Regions from separate parts of the Mus musculus genome. Here region 1 is linked to region 2. The links are chromatin contacts, called in public HiChIP or PLAC-seq maps. All regions are on one chromosome and are shown on one strand. Each heading gives the region's core, a stretch centred on a gene start, on an enhancer-like site or on the middle of the called end of the contact. The rest is flanking DNA. Distances are from core to core; before and after follow the strand shown.

Region 1 (6,333 bases), core at 2,778-5,277, 350 kb after region 2:
CCTGAAAACAACCCCAGGGACTCAGGCCTCAGATGACATCGGGGGGGCTCCAAAAGCCGGAAGAGCTTTGCCTCTGTGGAGTCCAGATCCCGTTTTGCAAGCTTCAGAGCCACAGAATAGCTCTTCCAGCACCCTGTGCATCTGTCAGGCAGGTTTTGAAAAAAAAAATTGAAACTGCAGTAAGTTATGAGTCACAATAGTGATATTTTACATGAACTCAATGTAGTGACATCCAAACTCTTAAATTGAGTAGGGAGGCCTTAAAGGGGCTTGCAGGAATACCTTAGATGTCGCCCTTGGTAGACTAATAGAGAATTGTGACCTTTGGACTCTGAAAGTATGCAAGAAATCAAATTTAAAAGTCATTTTAATTCTTTCAGAAGGCCACCAGAAACTTCTAACAAGAATCATTACCCACAGCTATATATGTTCTATTCTCTGAATAATGAAATTACCGGAGACTTCAAGGATACAAGTGTCAAATCACCAACAATTTTGGAAAATATATTAAGCTTCCTTATGTTGTAAATAACACTGTCTTAAATGCAATTTACAAAGCTAAAACTGTACTCAAAACGGCAGTGTCTCATCAAAATACATTTTTCTTTCTTCCTTAAAAGCAGAGGGACCCATCCGAACTCAATATACATTTGAAGCTTTGCATGGTCATTATGGAAATAAACTGTGAACTGTCCTGGCTTTGGTGCCAACATGCTGCCTCCCAGGCTTGCAAAACGAAATCTGGTAAGTTAAATAAATTACAGGAAGAATATTCTGTCTTAGAAAATAAACACACACACACACTGTCGTTGCTCTGATGAAAGTGTTGCCCATGTGTTGATAATGAGGGAGAAGTGATGTTATACTCGGTTTAGGCAAAATAAAAACGCGGTGTCAGTGGCACAAACTTAAAATAGCCCCAAGTACCCACAGAATTGCAGGGGGTCCACACACTACCTGACTTCCTCTCAGAGAAAGCTCTGGAGATCACGGCCATTTGGAGAGGCTCTGGAGTGACCAGAACACAGCTTCACTTCAGAGCACCCCAGGAGACACTATCTCTGAATTCCAATAAGCATGGTCTCTGAAGATGAGTCCTCTAAGCTAAGGAACTCTTTATGGAGATGGTAGCCGGGATGATGGCATTCCACGCCTAAGTAATCTCACCGCCAAGCAGTGCGTTCTCAAGAATACACTTACATCACGAAGTGTTCTCACTCAGAAAGCTATTTAATGCTCTGAGATGCTCCGGCCCCTCCCCACTCAACCCTGCCTTTCAGCGTCTAGTTTGTCTTCGCACAAGAAGGCTGTGCGTGTCCGCACCAGCCATCAGAGGCAGCCCTGCCCGCTCCTGTCCAAATAGGAACGGGGAGCTAGGATGTGGCTGGAAACAGCAAATGACTTCTTACTGAAGAAGATGCATTGTGGTGCAGATCGGGAAGGGAAAATAGAGCACCCCCTGAACCGGTGACTAATCGTGCAGGGCAGACATAACAAGCAGCAGGCTGCGAGGAGACTTATGAATCACAGGGCAGAAAGGAATCCATCTAAGTGGAGAAAATAAATTCTCTAAACCGACAACTAGCAATTCAAAAAAAAAAAAAAGTCCTAAATACAAGCTAACATTTTTCTACCCCAGAGAAACGACAGCCATCGAGCTTCTTATCGAGTGTCTTATGTGTTCATATACAAGTCTGAAGTTAAAAAAAAAAGTTCCAAATGGTTGTTTTTTTCAAGCACCTCAGTCCTGGTGAATAAGGATTTAAAAGTCATTTTTGAAAGACAGCGTGGGGCAGTAAGAGCATGGGGGGGGGGGGCTATTTGCCCTGTACTGAAACCACTTCAGAGAATACCTTGACTAGTTAGTTTTATAGACTTTTTTTTTTTTTTTTTTTTGGTTTTTCGAGACAGGGTTTCTCTGTGTAGTCCTGGCTGTCCCGGAACTCACTTTGTAGACCAGGCTGGCCATGAACTCAGAAATCCGCCTGCCTCTGCCTCCTGAGTACTGGGATTAAAGGCGTGCGCCACCACGCCCGGCATTATAGACTTTTAAATGTGTTATTTACATTGATTCTTAACACTCGAAGGGGAAATTAATAAATTGAGTGAGAAACTGAACCAAGAGTTCTCAAGAATCCTCGCACGGAAAGAGTGGGACTAAGATTCCCTCTGTTGGGACCGTGAGAAAGGAACACGCTGCTTCAAACTGGTGTCACTCGCTTTCTGCTGCTTCATGACACATGCAAGTAGCCGGGTCATCTGTCACTCCCTGCCAGCTCAGAACTCCACCTTCTGGAACCAACCAACTGCGAGCATGCTTTATTCTGAACCCAGGAAAGCTGAGAAAGGCCAGAAGACACGGAGCCTCCAGCAGGTCCACAGGGCCAGTTCACATGATTCTGTCAGCTATATATTGCTAGAGATTTTATCATTTAAAAACCAAAAGATATATTTATTTTACTTATGTGAGTACACACCAGAAGAGAGCATCAGATCCCATGCAGATGGTTGTGCACCAGTGTGTAGTTGCTGGGAATTGAACTCAGAACCTCTGGAAGAAAAGCCAATGCTCTTAACCCCTGAGCCATCTCAAGACTTTGGCATTTTATAGCCAGTCACAGCTAAGTGAAAGCTGAGTAGGTGCTTGCACAGCAAGCATGAGGACCGGGGTTCGATCCCCAGAACCCACTGTTAAGGAGCTGAATGTGGTGGTGCAAACTTGTAATCCCTACACTGGGGGAAGGGGGACATGGAGATTGGCAGATCCCCAGGGTGCCTTGGCCACCCAGCCTTGTCTTCTTGGCAAACTTCAGACTAATGAGAGAACCTGTTTCAAAAATTCAAAGGAGAAGGTGGATTGTGCATGTGGAACAGCACCTATGGCTGTCCTCTGACCTCCACACACATGTGACATATGTCCATGTATACATACATGCACACACACACACACACATGCACACATGTATATGCACATATACACACATGCACACCTGTGTACACATATATACACATGTGTATGCACACACATATAAGCACATGCATGCATGCACACACATGCACATGTGTGTACACATACCCACACATGTATACACACACCCACACATGTGTGTACATACACATACACACATGCGTATATACACAAATATACATAACTGCACACATACATACATGTATACATATGTATACACACACAGCTTTCTACACCTACACACACACATAGAAACACACGCACGCGCGCGCACACACACACACACCGCTTTCTGTCTGGTTCTGAAACTCAGAGAGCTAGTCCCTTCCCATGGGGCTTATCAGCTTCTTGGGAATAATGACATCAAATCCTGCTCAGGACAGACTCTGGGGATGGAATTGCCCTCAATTCCAGAGAGAATGTGGTAAGAGACCTCATGGCATAGCAGAAACTTGGCGGGGGGTGGGGGGGTGGGGTGCTATTACTTATTTTTAAAGCTCTATTTGGAAATAACTTCCTGGTGATAGAGACTATTTTCTCTCTGGACTTGATTTCTCAGTTGTTACTTTTCATTTGCTATCTTGTGAACTGTCGCAGCAGACAGTTCTCTCCTTCCTGACCACCCTAATGTGTATTTCCCAAGAAGGATGCTCTCTTTCATAAGCCAGGTGCACTTATCAAAATCAGAAACAGGCCTTGATATGGCCGAGTCTTCTAACCACAGAGAGAGCTTTCCAACCGTCCTTCTGACACGTGCTCTCTGATCCGGTGGGGAGCTGTATCTTCAGAGGAACCGGAAATGCTCCGGGTTCCTAGTGGGGTACCAGGACTTGCTGAAAGGGAAAGGGTTGCACTCTCACCACAGAAACGTCTACTATGAGCTGCCACTCAGCTCTCTCCTAGGACAACATCTGCTTCATCTTGTGGCCCACTCCTTTCTCAGAGCCACTGAAGACAAGGTTTTTAAAGAGTTAAGCATCTGCCGGAGGAGTCTGGGCTGACAGTTTTTCCCTTCCCGTCCCCTGCTCCCCGGTGCCAGCTTCCTCCCCCTCCCTGTCTGCCCCGTGTCTGACACTGAAGCCACAACAGACACTGTAGAAGAGGCAGACACTCACCCTGTCAACACCTCTTTGGCTGCCTGACTCCCAGTCCTGTTAGTCTCAGGGGGTCATGAGCAGACAGGGTACTTCTAATACTAGATGACTTAATCCCTTCAGCTGGTGAAGAGAAGGCGCTGGCTGCCAGTTGGCCAGGTGATGGAAATTAGACAGGAGCAACGGTAGGGTGTGCCCGCTCTGCCCCGATGTGACAATCATTGCACCTCCCCTCACAGGGTCTGGCTAGACCCAGACTCCAAATACCAGGCAAGCAAAATCTTCAGTGGTTATTCTGGGATTTTCATTTCTAAAAGCCTTTCTGGGCCCTTCTCTGCAAATGTGGAAATCAGTTCAGCATGCTCTTCCCTAACAGGCTTCGCTCCCAGCCGCCTTCTCGTGCTTGGGAACAGACATGCTCTAGGATTGGCTCCCAGGATGGCCTGTTAACCAAGTACACCCACGTGACTTTTGTAGCGACGCTTCTGGACCTTCCAGAAGGACGGAAGGATGAGTGAGCTAATGATCAGATCTGGGAATCAGTCACATGCGCTTTTCCAGAACGTTCTCACAGTCTCAAACAGATGTGTTCCATTAACACACACACACACACACACACACACACACACACACACACTGTTGTAAAGTATGCACAGATAAAACAAAGTATGAAGGAGAAATGTTGGTGAGGGTTGCATAGCTTCGTTCCTATTCAGTTGAAAATGAGAATGTGCATCTAGGTGCGATTTGGTGTGTTCTAAATCATCCAACTTCCAGATCTCCCAGAGCTGCTTAAATGCCAGCCCAGCCCAGCCCCACCCAGCCCAGGCCCGCCCAGCCCCACTGAATTCAGACCTGGAGTTTACCAAGAGGCCTGACTGATCTGCACACAAGTCAAAATGGGAGCACCCCCCAGTCAAGCACAGCAACCATGCTAGGAGTCATCAGAGCAACTCAAATCCTCAAAAGAAAGCTCACGGAAAAGAAATGGCTACCGTACAATGAGTGCAAGCATGTATTTATCAAAGACCGAGCAACTCTGTTGTACTATATATTTTTTTCTAGTTCAGAGTTACCCAGCTTACGCAAATAAAGACATGGTACACTCACTCGAATTTAAATTTGAGAGAAATATTGAACTACATCTTGCTATATCCCAAGCAATACACGGACATACTTGTACTGAAAAATTAACCAGCAATTTATATGTAACCAGCCATCTACTATTTAATCTCACCGCAGGGACTTCAGTGTATGAAAGGTTGTCTGACTCTTTCATGTGACTTTTTCTAAGCCAAGCAGAAGCAGTAAGTTATGACACCCTCAAAAGGATTTCAGTTGTACAACAAAACATTTGAAGAAACAACCACCTAAAATATCCATATTGAGTAGGTGTGTGTGTGTGTGTGTGTGTGTATGTGTGTGTGCATGTGAAGCAAACCTTGGGTTTTACACATGCTAGTCCATTACTCAAATACCGTGATCTATCCCTAGGCCATCATTTAAAAAAAAAGTAAAACCCCACAAAAACTATTGGTTCCTATTGTTACTTGTAGATGATATTTGTGAGGATGAACAATGACAGCAGTCCAATCAGCTGTACAATGCTGGGCCTTATCACTTCCCCATCTGGTTTTCAATATGGCCACCAAGAGCAGGCTGCCCTGAGAGCTAGCATCTGCCTTCCCCTGGATGGAGTTGCTGCTTTGCAACTCCAGGCTCTGGCCCTATGACTACGGCAGCCTGTGGTTCTTCAGCCCCTAGATCATACAAAAGAACAAACCACCTCTCACACTGGACAGGCTCACTGCTCAACTATGGCTGTCAGAAGACAGATCCAGTGCACTGCTGAGACCCACAAGGCACTCACGGCACGCCTGCCTTTCTCAGTTAACTCTCCCCACGGACTGGAAATAAGCCAAGGAGATCGTAACCTCAGAGAGCCTGGGACACCTCCTTTAACTTCCGTTCCCTAAAAGATGACTCTGGAGGACAAGGAAGTTCTTCTAGGTGAAGGTCTTCCCTAGACTAGAGAATTTCTCTAAAAGAAGAGTGGCCGTTTTTCTTTCTTTACTTATGTGCATTAATTTCTCTCCCTTCTTTTCTTCCCTCAGACATGGAATTCATCTCATTTACCATGTGTGCCCTAGGCCAAAGGCAATGGGCCTTGTTAACTTTCTAAACCCTGGTAGGCAAGTGTTGGTTCAAAACGCTTCTACTTCCTAAAACATGAAAGTTGTTCACAGTCTAGGAAGGGCTGACAATACTAGG
Region 2 (6,023 bases), core at 3,512-6,011:
GTCTTCAGGGAACTCAGCTTCATGGTGTGGGGAATGACTGCCAATGACATGTGACCCTGTCCCTCCTACACAGAGCCACCTCCACCCAGCTGCTTTAAATTGACCCAAGAATCCAGTGGCAGTCCCATCCAGTGGAGGCCTGAACTTTTGCTTTCTGTACTTGTAGTGGATGCAAATCAGAAGTAATAGGGTCAAGGAAACCGCGGGGAAACTGAGGCTCGGGAGTCAGCATGATCCACAAGGAGGACTACTGGGATGCAGGACACAGTGAGACTGAAGACAGCATCTGTACCTACCAGAAATTTTAGGTTGTCACAGACTTATTTATTTTTTAAAGCTAGGGTTTCATGTAGCTCAGGCTATCCTAGAACTTGGGTTGTAGCCCAGGGTGACCTTGAATTCCTGACACTACAGATGTGTGCTATCACATTCTGGGTGTGTGGTGCTGGGGATGGAACCCAGGGCTTCATACCTGCCACGCAAGCACTTTATCCAATGAGTTACATTACCAGTCCAGATTACATTTTTTTAAAAAAAAACAAAAGCATTAAATTTAAAATAATTCGTAAAATACAGGCATGTATATGAAGTTATTGTGCATTTACACTTTATTATATTACATGGTTTACATATTATATAACCTGCTTTTATACACTTTTTTTTTACTATATACTACATTTATACCAAGTGTGTGTGTGTGTGTGTGTGTGTGTGTGTGTGTGTGTGTGTATTAAATAAATATAAATTCACAAGCAAATTTAGCTTGGGCTGGCTCAAGAGTGGAAGGGTCCACTTCTCACCCTTCTTTACAATACATATTCTTGAGTTTATTTAAGTTTTGGCCAGGGAATTGTGAACAGATTCTGTTCTTGCAGGGAACAGCACACGGTCCCTTCAATACTCTCTCCTTTTGCCTGCAGAGTAGAGATGCTGTGTCAGGGACAGCAGCAGCCATCTTGACAGAAGTGCTATAAGACAGTCATGACAGAAGGCAGGCTGTCAAGGTAGAAGAAACCTGCTTCTCTGTTATAGTAAAGACGCCATACCATCTCTACACAAAAGAGAAACACACCTCACACCTCTGGCCTTGCTCAAGCCCTAACAGCTTGTCTACCGACTTAAACGCTGGAGTGTGCCTGTGATAACAGTATACTCTGGGCGTTCTCCAAAGTCTCCATGTGATATTAATTCACTTTCTGCATCCAGACCCCTTTAATGTCTCAGGCCATTAATTCTAGTGCTATAGTGAGGAGCCTGTCCTCAAAACAGGGCATTGCAGAGCTCCCAGCTCCTCTGTGGTCTCTCTTCCCGCCATCTCAGTTAACTGAAGCTAACTGCAACCTGAACACATTAAATGGAAAATTCCTCAAATTAAAATAAGATCTAAACTTTGCACAGCTCTAAATGGCCTGAATCAGCAGATGCAGCCCCCACCTGGGCCATCAGTCATCTTTGTCCAGAGTATCCACGAGTTGTGTGCTACCCTCCCGTCTCAGTCATCAGATAAACGTTAGTGACACTCCAGTGTTCATGTTCATTAAAGTAAGCTTTATTTTACTTAACATTGACCCAAAGCATGAGTGTGGGGATGTCTGATAGTGAGAAACATCATGGAGAAGCCAGCAGGAGCTGACAGATCTCTACCAAGAAGGGGGAAAAATGAATGCTGAGGTTGCTAACATTTTCAGTAAGATCTGCCCTATCATGATCCATGCCAGGCTTCCTGTCACCTGCATAGACTGTGGCAGTTATGGCCTGGTGAGTGGCAATTAGTAGGTTAAGGCTGTCAGGAGGAAGAATCTGACCCTCTATTGGTTTCAGGGAATCATGGGAGTCTTTGAGAGCATCCCTCAGAAGAGAAGAGATCCTTACGGCTATGCCAGGCTGCATTCTTTCTTTTCTGTTCTGTTTGTTCTGTTTGTTCTGTTTGTTCTGTTTGTTCTGTTTTCTGTTCTGTTTGCTAGGCACAACCCAGAGTGAAGCTAATCCTTTGAGTGCACACATACTCTACCACAGTCTGACAAGACCACCTTCACCCCAGTCACTTTGTAACTCCACACTCTCCTCCCATGATGCAGAAGCACCCATATTAACTAGGAGTTCATAGCATGGACCATATTCTGTGCAATGTCTATCGTGCTCAGAGGAGGAGTGACCGGGCTGAGCTTTAGGAACAGTCAGAAGCCACAGAGGACAAGTGTCTTTGGAGGCTAGCAGGTGGAACCTAAAAGAAGAAAGGGAATTTTCTCTCCTTTCATCAGTTCAGTACCTCAAAAAGTTACCTCAGATGAGCAGACCCCAGAGTCTTTACACTAATGACACCTTCTGAATGGTGTCTTGTCCGAAGAAGATGTTGGAGGGTACAGTTAGAAGTGTGGAAACTCTGACATATATCTTTATAATCAGTCTCTCAGCCTACACACTGTCATATGTTTATGACAACATTTCACAGGAAGGAAGCCCACTTGACTTCTTTCACGAAAATGGTTAAAACAGTAATGAGATAGTTTGGGTCACTCCCTGACAACCCCTTCCTTAGCGTTCTTACAACTGGGCTCCGTGTTACCTGAAGCATCCAAGCATCCTTCAGGATGTCCCACGTCTTACACTCATCTCACGAGACAGCTGGGTTTCCCCAGTGGACTCCATCTCATGTGACAACAGAGCTGAGACACACTCTCTCCACCCCTAAGACACGGACATTCTTTGGCCTGAATCCTTGCTCCTTCAGGATTGTCAAGTTAAGCTGTTTATTACCAGTGTCTGTGCTAGCAACTGTACAGAGATGCCTGGGTATCCTGGCTAGGTGCAGATATCTCAGCAGAAGTTAGATGAGGAGAGCCACTCCAGAGTGAGGCCGTGGGGAGAAACACACCAAAGGACAGACATGTACAGAGGAGAGCCATGCACAGCGCCAGCCACTCAGGGGACTTGCTCAGCAGAATTGAGGTCCATTTTAAAGACCTTCCTGGAGGAGGGGATGGGAAAATCACAGGGCTTTTCTAGAAGCCCTTAAGAATAGGCTGGATTCCTCCCCCCAACCACGATTTCTGTACTTTTATTTTATGTGTATGAATGAGTGCCAGCATATGTGTCTGTGCACCTTGTGAGAGCAGTGCATCAAGAGGCCAGTAGAGGGCGTTGGTGCCCTGATATGAATTGCAGGCGGTTGTGCGCTGCTGGGTGAGTGCGGGGAGCTGTAAGAGCAGCACACACTTAACCACTGGGCCGTCTCTCCAACCACCTTGTTAATTTTGTTTTTGTTATTAATCTTTAGTTAGCATAAAAATAGCAGGTTTCACGATGACATTTCTATGTATATAAACACACATGTATATGTATATGTGTATATGTGTATGTGTGCATGTATATGTATATAGTATTTTGCTCATATTTATCTCTAGCACTCTCCAAATCCCCTTACCTCACTGCCCTCCCTCTGGTCCCCCTTCTGTTGTAAGAACATATTTATCTGGCTTTTTATTCATCAGATACACACAGACAGTGATGAAGGGTATTGGTGGTCTTTTCCCCGTGTTCTCTAGAATAGCAAAGGTGAACTTGAAACTCTAACTTAGGTGTCAGGATCCAGAAGGCCCTCGGCGATAAAGGGGATGCCATCATGTGTTGCTCAGTGGCCCCTTCTTGGATGATTTAACATCAGCTCTTAGATGCCATTTGCTGTGACATAAGATGTCCACTTAAGTGGTTGTGTGTGTGCATATGTGTGTGTATATATGTGTGTGTGTGTGTGCACATGTGTGTGCATGTGTGTGTATGTTTGTGTCCACTTTGTAGTCCACCACAGCCTCAGAGTCATTGCAATTCCCCTGCCTCAGCTTCCTCAAAGCCGGGATTATAGGTTGTAACCACCACACTGACTGTCACTACTTTGAGAAGTAGGTCCTATGGAGCCAAGAAGGCAGCTTTCCTGTTGATTCTCAATACCACTCTCTGCTTCGGAGGGTCAAGCTGTTTGGTTCCCAGTGAGTTTGTGGTCATACCAGCGGTTACCCACTGACTTCTCATCTGCCTAGCTTATCTGATAACAGGCAAATGGGGAAGAGCTTTTAATACCCCCTGAAAGGGGAAGGAAGATGGGCACGCAGTTATTCACATCGTGGAACCAGGCCAGGGCACATGACTCCAAGAAGGAAAACTATCTCCATGCTGGACTCTGGTGTCCCCTTTGCTTTTGAATCTGGTATTTCAGCTCTCTGTGCCCATCTTTCTGTGTGTCTCTGTCTGACTGTGTGCCTCTGTCTGTGTCTGTCTGTCTCTCTGTCCGTCTCTGCCTGTCTCTGTCTTCCTCCGTGTCTCTGTCTCTTTCTCCTTCTCTGCCTCCCTCCCTCTCTCCTCTATTAAAACCAGGTCACAATAGCCCATGACGCAGAAAGACAAGAACTCTAGGTTCCAAATGTGTCATTTTCAAGACAGTTTAGTTCAAGACCAGGGTCTGCAAGCCTTGCCATTCCCCCGACTCCCGTAGCGCCCCCCCCCCCCAGGTGTCAGCAACCCATCAGGCGTCAGGGTTCCCTGCTACCCTCTGATCAGCTCTGCACTGCACTAAGGAGTTTTTTATGGAAAGCAATGGTCCCAGTGGCTGAAGGGTCCAGCAAGTGGCTGGTAGAGCCAGCAAGGAGCGATGGAGGGATGGTGTGAGGAGGAGACAGGAAGGGAGGCGGTGACACAGGCCTTCACAGGGCCGCTGCAGCTAGGAACTGCTGCAAAAGCAAGCTGCCCACGTTATCAGTGGCGCGCAGGCCTGCGGTTTTCTCGCTCTTGCAACCCGGCTTCAACTGCCGGTTTATTTTTCGACAAACAGGATGCCTCCATCTGAGGCTGTCAGCATCCCAGGCTCTTTGAGAAGAAAAGAGGTAGTGAGGGCCCCACCCTAGAGCCCAGCCGGGAGGGGTGGGTGAGAGGTCCTGTTTCTAGATGCTTCCCAGAGAAGTGAGAACCTAGCAGGTGCAGTGGCCAGGGTTCAGGAGCGTGTCAGGAAGGGTGGGGGTGGAACTTACACCTCCCACCCCCACCAGACTTAAATGGACTCCCCACCTCTGCATGGGTCCCAAGGCTAAGAGTTCCAACTATAAGGGGATGGACAGCTTGGGCATGGAGAAGCTTGCTTCTGAATGCCTGTGCAGAACACTTGAGAGCCACCAAGTGCTGATCCTCTGGTCCACAGACCAACCAGTCCTAAGATGGGAAGTGCTAGGGCTGTTAGCATGAAAATGCTTAAGGATGCACAAGGATATAGTGGATGGGAGAGTGTGTGTGTGAATTTATTCCCTGGTTTTATGAGAGCTACTTTGTTAATGGGAAATGGAGTTTCTTTATGTTCTAGAAGGAACGGGAGTTTGAAGCAGGGAAGGGATTTGAAAATCTCAGCTAGAGAGATGACTCAGCTGTGAAGAGTGCTTAGTGTTCTTCCAGAGGACCAGAGTTCTCTTCCCAGCATCCACCTCAGGTAGCCAAGACTGCCTCTAACTCCAGCTCCAGAGTAATTAGGTACTTCTGGCCTCTGAGGGTATCTGCAGTCACATAAAGACACGAGAGTACATGTGCCCTCACACAGGCACGTACACGCACACAGACATAGAAACACACACATATATACACAGAAACACACATACACATGAAGCACACACACACACACACACACATACGTTCATGCACACACCACACATACAGACACACAGGAGTACAGATATCTACATTCATGCACACACACATCCACAAACACACACACACACACACACACACACACACACACACACACACACACACACACACACACACAATAATAAAATCTTTTTAAAAATCCTAGCTGGGAACGCCTTCAGAAACGGGAGAACCCAGATCAGTCTTTCATCCAAAAGATGGTAGGATCTGACAGAAAATACTCCGAGCTGTGCAGCCGAGCCAGAACCCTGTTTGTCCCGGGAAGCAGACGTGTCTTCCATGCGGATCTTCACAGACATAGTTTTACAGAAACTGGGTTGTAGTTAATGGCTCAGAAT

The links. HiChIP or PLAC-seq counts read pairs in DNA pulled down with a chosen protein or histone mark.
Region 1: a contact with region 2 is called in an H3K27ac HiChIP or PLAC-seq map of the HPC-7 cell line, with 7 times the contacts expected there. The contact joins two enhancer-like sites. A contact is called at or near these places in 1 of 15 datasets of contacts at CTCF or cohesin (large pre-B cells), 3 of 484 Hi-C or Micro-C datasets (CD8 T cells, the G1E-ER4 cell line and the HPC-7 cell line) and 4 of 115 datasets of contacts at active chromatin or transcription factors (the HPC-7 cell line, acute myeloid leukemia, bone marrow-derived dendritic cells and 1 more).

What each region holds. Positions count from the first base shown.
Region 1 is chr16:93,149,239-93,155,571 of GRCm38.p6, forward strand. No RefSeq gene overlaps it. Among named protein-coding and RNA genes, the nearest start is that of Gm30474, 20 kb to the left of the region's middle. Within about 2 kb of position 4,028, at least 83 of the 459 cell types and tissues checked have an H3K27ac peak or open chromatin away from gene starts, as enhancers often do. A contact at or near this core is called in CD8 T cells, the G1E-ER4 cell line, the HPC-7 cell line and 1 more, where this site is marked.
Region 2 is chr16:92,796,995-92,803,017 of GRCm38.p6, forward strand. The region is part of intron 2 of Runx1 (runt related transcription factor 1); the gene reads right to left. Among named protein-coding and RNA genes, the nearest start is that of Runx1, 26 kb to the right of the region's middle. RefSeq lists enhancers at 4,502-5,034, 4,656-4,890. Within about 2 kb of position 4,762, at least 132 of the 459 cell types and tissues checked have an H3K27ac peak or open chromatin away from gene starts, as enhancers often do. A contact at or near this core is called in CD8 T cells, the G1E-ER4 cell line, the HPC-7 cell line and 1 more, where this site is marked.